Linked DNA regions of Sus scrofa: region 1 is linked to region 2. A link is a contact called in public HiChIP or PLAC-seq data. All regions are on one chromosome and are shown on one strand. The core of a region is the stretch at or near the end of the contact, and the rest is flanking DNA. Distances in the headings are between cores, read along the strand shown. Region 1 has its middle 95 kb from the start of ADRB2. Region 2 has its middle 37 kb from the start of ADRB2.

Region 1 (4,496 bases), core at 1,843-4,342, 130 kb after region 2:
CGGCTCTGATCTGACTACCTGACCTGGTCTCCTTACAGGGGCGCTCGTGAGCATCAAGTGTGATGCTTTATTGTCAGTCACGCTAAGGGATTCCAGATGTTGGGATGTGGGTGCTACAACGGATGCTTTGGTCTTCACGTCTTTAATTCCTGCAAATCTGCTTGTTTGTGCTATCTGTCAGAAATTGGTCCAAAGTGACCATTTAAAATACAAAAAATGAGAAAAAAAAAAAAACGGAACTGAGAATGAGAGAAGGGATTCAACCCCCCCACCTCCCTCCTCCCCCTACCTCTCCCTCGCTCCCCCACCTCCCACCCTCCTCCACTTTTACCCTCTCTCCCCTCCCCTTGCAGCTGCTCCCCATTCTGGCTACGTTCCAAAACTTCCCGAAACAGAACCCTGCCGAAACGACACACGATCCCCTTCAAAGCATGTTCCCATGCCGCACGCTTAGGAGCTGCAGGTGATTTAGGTGGGAAGGATGCTGGTGACTAGCAAGAGGCCATCACCTGGGGCCAAGGTCTCCAGGCCTTTCCAGGGAGGGCCGGTGGGTCTAACTGGAGGAGGACCGCAGGCCGAGGGGTAGGTGACTGAGTTTTCTGAGCAGAGAGGGGAAGGGACAGGAGGTCAGCATCCTTCCAGGCTGGACATCTGGCAAGCTAGGGTGGGGACATCTGGCAAGCTAGGGTGGGGCCACCTGGCAGCAGCAGGGGCTTGAACATCTTTGCAGGACAATGCCTGTAGCCTTTGTCACCAAATCAGACGACTCCATAGGAGCACAGGATGACAGACCTTTCAGGTTGGAAAGTACATTCTCCTACCTTGTCTATTTTTGCTGTTAAGTATATGGAGCTTATGCATATGGAAGTTCCCAGGCTAGGGGTCCAATTGGAGCTACAAGCTGCCGGCCTACGCCAGAGCCACAGCAACGCGGGATCCTTAACCCACTGAGCAAGGCCGGGATCAAACCGCGTCCTCATGGTTCCTAGTCGGATTTGTTTCCACTGCGCCAGGACGGGAACTCCTCATTAGCTTTTTAAAATGACTTCACATTTTTCTTCAGGAAAGTTTAGTTTTTAAAGGACATTTAAAAAATCACTCTCCGTGGTATAAACCTCTAGTACTCACCCCTTTCAGGCCTCCTCTTTCCAGGCAGGAGGGAAGATTATAACCCCATCGCCTCCTGGGCCTCCAGGCACAGGGCCTTGGTCTGGGTGCAGTCTCCCAACGGTCTGGCCAATGGACTGTGCAGGAATTATTCAATCAAGCAATGAGGACAATTCAACAAATTGTTCTATTTACTAAAACCACAAAACTTCCTCTACGTTTTCTGCACTTTTATACACTCTCTAGATAGATCCACAACGCATCGATTTGAGGGACGCCCGAAAGGATTCGCGGGAAGCGGCGCAGCGCGGCCCTCCGGGGAAGCACGTGGCGTAGAGATGGGGAAGGGAAGACGCGGGAACAGGGGCTTGCAGTTGCCTGAATAATTTTAAATTTTCACAAGAAAAGATGTTTCTGGGTGACTTATGCAAGTAAAAATTAATTTTAAGGTGATGGGCCAAAAAAGGAAATAGAACTGAGACGTCACCCTGGAGCTACGCTGTGAAGCATGCGACAGGCCACGCTGAGATCTGACCTGGTGCTGCCGGCAGCAGAAGCCAGGGAAGACGAGCGAGCGGGGAGACGTGACCAGGCCCCTCCAGGCCCGTCCCTCCTCCCCCAGGTGGGTGCAGGGAGGGGCGTCTGCCGCGGAGCGAGCGCCCCGACGAGTTCCTGCCGCCCTTCCCGCTTCCCCCCCGGCCACGTGGCATTTCCCACTCTCAGGAGCACCCGAGCTCCTTCTGCCTCAAGGCTTCCATGCGTGCTGGTCCTCACACCCACTGCTCCTGCTTCCTCCCCTTCGCATCCCTCAGCGCTGAGCCTAAATACTGGCCGCTCGGGACACCTTCCGTCACCTGTCCCCAGTGTCCCCACGTGTCACTCCCCAGCTCGCTGTGCGTCTCTGTCAAAGCCTCCTGCTGGTTTGCTTTAGGATACTTACACAACGTATAATCGCACATAATGGGCTTTATCTGTCTCCTTCACCTATTTATTCTTTTTCTCTGCCACTCACAGCATAGAAACTTCACAAAGGAGAGGAGAGAATGCCTTGTGTTCACGGCTCTTCCTCCATCACCCAGCAGAGCTGCCACACAAAGTGGAGTTAGAATTAGCTGTAGCTGGAGTTCCGGTCGTGGCACAGCAGAAACGAATCCAACTAGGAACCATGAGGTTGCAGGTTCGATCCCTGGCCTCGCTGAGTGGGTTCAGGATCCAGCGTTGCCATGAGCTGTGGTGTAGGCTGCAGACGAGGCTCGGACCTGGCATTGCTGGGGCTCTGGCGTAGGCCAGTGGCTATAGCTCCAATTCGACCCCTAGCCTGGGAACCTCCATATGCTGCAGGTGCGGCCCTAAAAGGACAAAAGAAAAAAAATTAAATAAAATAGGCTTAAAACAAAAAGAATCAGCTGCAGTAATAACAACAATAGTAACAGCTACGACTGGCTACTCCTTACGGAGCACTGCCTCTGGGTCAGGCAGGTGCTTACATGCTTTACCACCTATGAGCTGATTTTAAACATCGTAATAACCTTTCTGAGGAGGCATTAGTATGGTCCCCACTTTACAGATGAAGAAACTGAGGCATAAGAGAGATCAAGAAATGTGCCCAAGACCACACGGCTGGTAAGAATCAGAGCTGGGAGTTCCAGTCTTCAGTGCCCCGCACCACGTTCTGAATGATGGAAGAACGAGCCACACGACGCTGCTTCGCGCTGTCCGGATGTCCTTTTCCTCCGAGCACAAAGAGCGTATCTGCCTTAGAATAAAGGAGAATGACTGGCCCAATCACCTCTTCGACAGCGGGAGTATCTGCAGGGAGATGGTGGCCCAGGAGGAGGCAGCTCTTTTCCACCGAGGGTCAGGGAGTGGTGCTTCGCGTGGCAGGGCTGAGGGCAGCGCTGCAGACGAGGCGCTGGGTGTGCTGGCAGAGACGTGGGACGCTCGTCCAGCTCCAGACCGCGTGACCTGGACAACACTCCCCGCCAAGGCGGTTGCAGCCAGAGCTCCGGGAAAGGAGTTCTGGGAGCAGCAAAGAACGGGCCGCCCAAGACGGTGCCAAGGAGGTAAGGGAAACCAGCCTCTGAGCGGGTGAGGGAGATTTCTGTTCTGTTCTGGCCTGGCCTTTAGAGGCAGGACCTTCCTGGAAGCCACACCTCACCAAGTCCTGCTGCGTGGATCCTAACAGCTGGCAGCCATGACTCTGTGTACGCAGCCGTCGAGAAGGAAGATAATCATGGTACAGGCAGCTAAATTCCGTGTGTTCTCATAATGTGCCAGGAACTGTGCGACGGGCTTTAGACAAATTAGCTCCTTGAATTCCCATAGCAATCTTGGAGATTCCTCCAACCTTCATTTTGCCAATAAACGTTTACCAAGCTCCTGCTATGTTGATGAAGGAAATTCTATTCTTAACGCTGTTTTGCAGATGAGGACAGAGTCTTGGAGAGATTAACTAATCTGCCCCAGTTAGATACTGGCTGCGTTAAAACTGGAACTCAGGTCTGCCCAACACTAAAAACCTCCTTCTTAACCTCTATTCTGAATGGCCCCCTAATTTTAAAGCCATCATTTGTTTCTGCCTATGTGTAAAGTACTGCACTATAACCATTAGGAGGAGTTATTCAGTGAGATAACATTCTTGATATTATCTCAATACACATAAACGGTCAGTACATATCAGCTAATGTTATCCTACATATTACATGCTTATACGCATGATGATTCGTTACATGCGTCAACTTGGCCAGGCCATCGTGCCGGGAATTTGGTCAGACACAACTGGATATTGCTGCGAAGGTACTTGTAGGGTAAATTAACATTTAAATCAGTTGATCTGAGTAAATCACATGACCCTCCGTAACATGGGCAGAACTCATCGAGTCACTTCAAGAACAGAATAGAAAATGACTGTTCTCTCCCAGAGAAGAGCGAACGCTACCCCCAGACTCCTCCGCGTCCCGGCAGTACCAGCAGCTCTCTCCTAGGGCCTCATCTGCCGGCCTATCCTGCAGATGTGGTATTTGGCAACCTCTACCGTCACATGAACTAATTCCTTACAGTAAAGGCCTAAGTACAAACACTGCAAATCAACTATAATTTTAAAAATTAAGTGCATACGTAATCCAGGTGTATGTTCTGTCTACGTGTACACACGCACACCTGTCATGTATCTGCCATATGCACATCCTACTGCTACGGTTTCTCTGGAGAAGCCTGACCACCAGACACAGAGTAATGGCAATAATCAGAGAAGCAGACCAAAGCCGGGCGAGTTCATGTGAGACGAATTCAAACTCCCCCAATCCTTCCAGAAATCTAGATCCTAATGACGAAAACAGCCTACAACCGTCAGAATCCTCTCCACTTACGGGAAAAGAGCGGATCTTGCT
Region 2 (4,660 bases), core at 565-3,064:
CACAGCAATAGGAACCAGAAGCTCTTCAACTGTCATGGGCAAACAGGTGGGTAAAGGAGCCGGACTGGCAGGTCACTGGATCACATGTGAGGGGACCTAGGGAACTGGGAGAGAACTGACAGTCAGCGCAAGGAGCTTCGGGGTTGGGAATTCTGGAGGTGGGGCAGTTTCAGGTGAGGACAGCCACTAGAGGTTCATGACAATGCAATGCTTAATGACAAAATGGAAACCACCCAAATGCCCCAAATTAGGTAAGATAAAGTCTACCACGGCACATTAAAGCAATGAAATACCACGCAGTCATAAAAGAAAGCGCTACAAGGGCCATGAACATGTGTATATAAAATAATGCCAAGTGGAAAAAATAAAACAATAGATCGCATAAACTGAATAAAATTTCCATTTGCATCAGGATAATGACAGGGAGAAATCAAAGACAAGGGGTTAATAGCTTAATACCTTCAAAAAATATTTTTTTTAATCCCCTACAAAATACAAAAGTATTATGTAAGCACGCACTTTTTCTAAGGAAGGAAGAATATCTCTGGTCACTCTTAATTTATCTCCTCTGCTGAATCAGAAGAGACTGGCCATGACCCTAGAGCTTTCAAAGGTAACTGAATTCTTTCTTTACTCTTGAGCCCTCGATTAGTTGTCTCTTAGGCAAGTCTGAAGAAGCATAAGACATATCTAATAAACTTCTTCTCACCAATTAAGTTTCCACTCAGAACTGCACACAAATACGTAAAACAGTAAAGAGCAGTGATCAAAGTTATTGCTTTATTTTACCTGGAATATCCATGGAGTCAATGAGTTCTTAGAGCTGGAAGATGGTCTAAAATCTTAGTCCACTTTAGTGGATTTTAAATTCTGGCCCACATAGATGGCTTAGACATCACCTTAGGGAGAGCAGAGTGACAGGGTGGACAAGTAAACTCCGTCCCTCCTTGTCTCTGCCGACCTCCCACACTTCCCTCTGGAGCTTCAAACACACAATTTAATTAGAGCAGTTCTGCAAATATCTGCTTCATGTTCTGGGGTTTCCAAACCTAGCAGCATATGAAAACTAAATGGGAAGATTTTAAAACATACTGAGTCCTCGAATGGACTCTTCACCCCAGACCTACTGAATCAGAATTTCTAATAACAGAGTCCAGCAATTAGTATCATTTTAAAGCTGTCCATTTAATTCTGATCTGATCCAAATACACAAAATTTCTCTATAGAGTACTGGAAAGATACATGGCTTTTTCTGGAATATTCCCAGTTAGGAGATTTCTTCCCCCCACAGAAAGCATTTTCAATTACTAAAAGAGAATTAACTTTCCATGGAGCTGAATCCATTCTTTGCGCCTTTTCATGCTATGCAGAACCAATGAGCTCCTTCACGCCCATGACAGGTAAGGCTGCCCCCGGGTAGTGCTGGCACTCTTTCTTCTGATAACCAGTTCCATCACTTCGCCCTAACAGTTCACCAGATTCCGAATCAGTCGATCATAATTCCTCAACCTTGGGCCAGAGTTGGTGACCCAAGCCCACCCAGTAAGAGTACCTCTCCAAGACTTTTAAAAGTCTCAACTAAAGTCAGAATTGAGACCCATTTCTCTCTGCAGTCACAGGGCTAGGAAAACAGAAATCTAGGGCTCCTGGGGGCTGTGCCTCTGGCCTCACTGGAGCGGGTGCTGTGACGAGCTGCCAGGTGTGCCAGGAGATCCAGGGTGGATACACTGCATTTATCCTCCCAGACACCACGAGTGCTGCCGGCTGGAAGCTCACAGTCAAGTCTTTCCACTGGGCAAAGGGAGCAGCCTTGAGCGTGGTTATACCCTCTCAGGTGCAGTTAGGCCACAGCCAACGAATCAGGCCCTGGCTCCTCCAGTGCTGACAGCTGTGAAGAGCTCCCCCAGGGCGAGGACCCCCCTGGTGGGCGAGGCCTCTGCTGTGAAAGTGCAGCCCACCTCTTCCCTCCACTCAGCCCCGCTTCCCTCACTCCTCCACGGATGTTGCTCCGAACAGCACTCCAAACACATCTCCGTCCTAAGAGCCTCTTTTCCCAGAAAGCCCAGCCTGTGTCGCTATGGAGAAATCCCAACTACAGCAGGAGGACATGCGACTGAGCTGTGACATCTGAGACAGGACTCACCCAGAATGAACCCTAGGAAAACCCTGGTTGCCCCGCTCTCTTCTCCCTGCCTTTCCACGCGTGCATAACCACACAGAGTTCCCAAGACCTCGCCATCCCGATCATGCGATGCTCAATTTTGAATGCAACTGCCCATATGTGGACCTGCTAGGCTAGAGTATGGAGAAATTTTATACTCATTGTACTTCTATTAATTTTGCTGAAGATTAGCTCAGCTTTTCAGCAGCCCAAAAATTTAGTTGGTTTATTAGAGCTTGTGTTTACCAAAGACTCCTACATCACTTTCTGTCAAGCCAGCTCCCCATCTCTGCATCCAAACATCGTTTATTCTTCTCAAAAAGCTGCCTCAACTTTATGACTGGTAATATTTCTTATCCCTTCTAAACACATGACCCAAACATGAGCCAAGATTTGAAAGGGGTTGGGGGACGGGGAGGTTGTTTTTTGCAGTGTGTACTACAAAATCAGTAAGTCCTGGGAACACAACTTTTTTCTAAAACTGCACGCACTGTTCATCCATCCTATGCTCAGTCCCCCAGAGAATGCTAGGGGACACCTCCCTAACAATGACCTGAAGTTCTTACAGTTCTTATTTGGCACTTTTCATCAGGTCTAATGTGTGCTGTGCACATAACAAAATCCCAGAGACACGCAGTTTTCCAGTAATGCAGCTGTATTTGACCATTAGATGCCCTGGTGATCAAGTCCCACTGAGAAAATGGAAGTGGTGACAGACTGGGGATACGTTTTTCTTCTTTAATTTCCAATTATGGAGCTAAATGGGCCTTGAGAGGTCATCTAGCGCCTGAGTGGCAGACATTCCCTCCCCTGACACGCCTGTCCCTGGAGTCAGTGGGAGACGGTGCTAAGCTGAACCCAGCTCTCTGGACAGAGCCCCAGGGCTGTCCCTCTCCCCCGGGGTCTTCCTCCTCAGAGCCCAAATCACGCCCCGTAATTCTCGGCATGCCACGGCAGACAGCAACCACCAGTAAACGGGGTCTGGCAAACTCGATGAACTTTATTCTCTTTATCTGTCCCAATCACCCTGCTCTTTTAAAGTAGCAAAATCATTGTCCCAAATTTATATCGTGGTCAATAGCTGAGCTTAAACTCCTGGTTCCCAATTCAGTGTTCTCTCCACTTGCCGCTTTCTGAAAATTCCCCCATTTTTCCCAACTATTCTAAGCCTGACAGCTTGTCAGGTGTGCAGAATTCTGACCTGACTTCAGCAGGCGGTGCCTTCCATTGCTGTCTGTCTACATGGGCCTTTCTCGTCATGCTTGCGATGCATATAGGAACAGAGGGGCCATCCGGAGGAGCAGAAGTGGTGCCGGTAGGGCTCCGTATTCACAGGGCACCACGTACTCCAATAATAATAATAATAAATGCCAGACAAATAGAAACATGCCCAGTGACTCACAGCGCTAAGCTAATCCCACAATGGCCCCACCTCACTATTAAAAACTTGAGCGAGAGAGAGAGAGAGAGAAGAAAATGCAATTCCATGTATGTCCTTCTTTTTGTTTGGTAACCACAACAACCAGCCATACATGAGAAGGGACTCCTGACCAATGGTTTTGTTTTGTTTGGGGATGAAGCCATCCCTCTGGCTCCTGAGCTGTCATCCAGGACCTCGGGAGAGTAAAGGACCCTTGGGGGCATTGGACCCTTGACAGTTCTCCATCTCCCCAGCGCCAGCACCGTTTTCCTCATACCAGGAGAATGGCAGAGCTGTAGGCAGGATGGAAAACAACTGTCTGGCATGAGGTGCCCTGGGAGCCAGGCACCAAGTACAGGATGATGTGTCCAGATCCAGGAAAAGATGGGCGTCATGACCGTGTCATGCTTTCTCCCAGGCACAGGAAGAACCTACCTGAGTCTCCACCTTCCCTCCCAGAGGGTCCGAATGCCAAAGAAGAACGAACCTCAGGGATATCAGGTACAATCCTACCACTTAACAGGTATGAATAAGGCCCAGAGAGGGGAGGAGACCAGGCCAAGGGCACACAGCAAGATTGTTCCAAGAGCAAGCTCATGAGGAGTAAGGAGCTGGAAACATGGAAACGCCGGAAGTAAGGACAGACGGAAACAACCGGTCCAGTGAAAGAGCACTGAGCCATTATAGAGCCGCTCTCCATGCAAAGCAGAAGTCCCATCCCTACCCCCGACCCCGCCACGGGTCTCCCTCCTTCCCCCGCTGACTCGTACTGAGGCAAAATGCTAGCTACAAAATGACTCACTTTGGAAATCAGACTTTGTGACTCAGACTCTGATTTTTAACTGCTACACCAAGGTCCCAAAGGCTTGAGGGGATTTTACAGTATCTCCGACAAGCTGTTAAGAGAGGAGATCTCCCTGCATTGAAGATAAATAGGTGGTTTGTGGACCAGTAAGAGACTGCATGGAATAAAAGAGGAAGAAATTCATAATGAATTCTGTGTGTTTTAGCCTAGGATCCACGCTCAGATGCCCTATCCCCTTTAATCCGCATAACAACTCCATGAATAAAAATGATTA

The links. HiChIP or PLAC-seq counts read pairs in DNA pulled down with a chosen protein or histone mark.
Region 1: an H3K27ac HiChIP or PLAC-seq map of skeletal muscle shows a contact between it and region 2. The contact joins two enhancer-like sites. A contact is called at or near these places in 1 of 47 Hi-C or Micro-C datasets (embryonic fibroblasts) and 1 of 2 datasets of contacts at active chromatin or transcription factors (skeletal muscle).

Annotation. Positions count from the first base shown.
Region 1 is chr2:150,126,504-150,130,999 of Sscrofa11.1, forward strand. No RefSeq gene overlaps it. Among named protein-coding and RNA genes, the nearest start is that of ADRB2, 95 kb to the left of the region's middle. Within about 2 kb of position 3,093, at least 1 of the 83 cell types and tissues checked has an H3K27ac peak or open chromatin away from gene starts, as enhancers often do. A contact at or near this core is called in skeletal muscle, where this site is marked.
Region 2 is chr2:149,994,772-149,999,431 of Sscrofa11.1, forward strand. No RefSeq gene overlaps it. Among named protein-coding and RNA genes, the nearest start is that of ADRB2, 37 kb to the right of the region's middle. Within about 2 kb of position 1,815, at least 3 of the 83 cell types and tissues checked have an H3K27ac peak or open chromatin away from gene starts, as enhancers often do. A contact at or near this core is called in skeletal muscle, where this site is marked.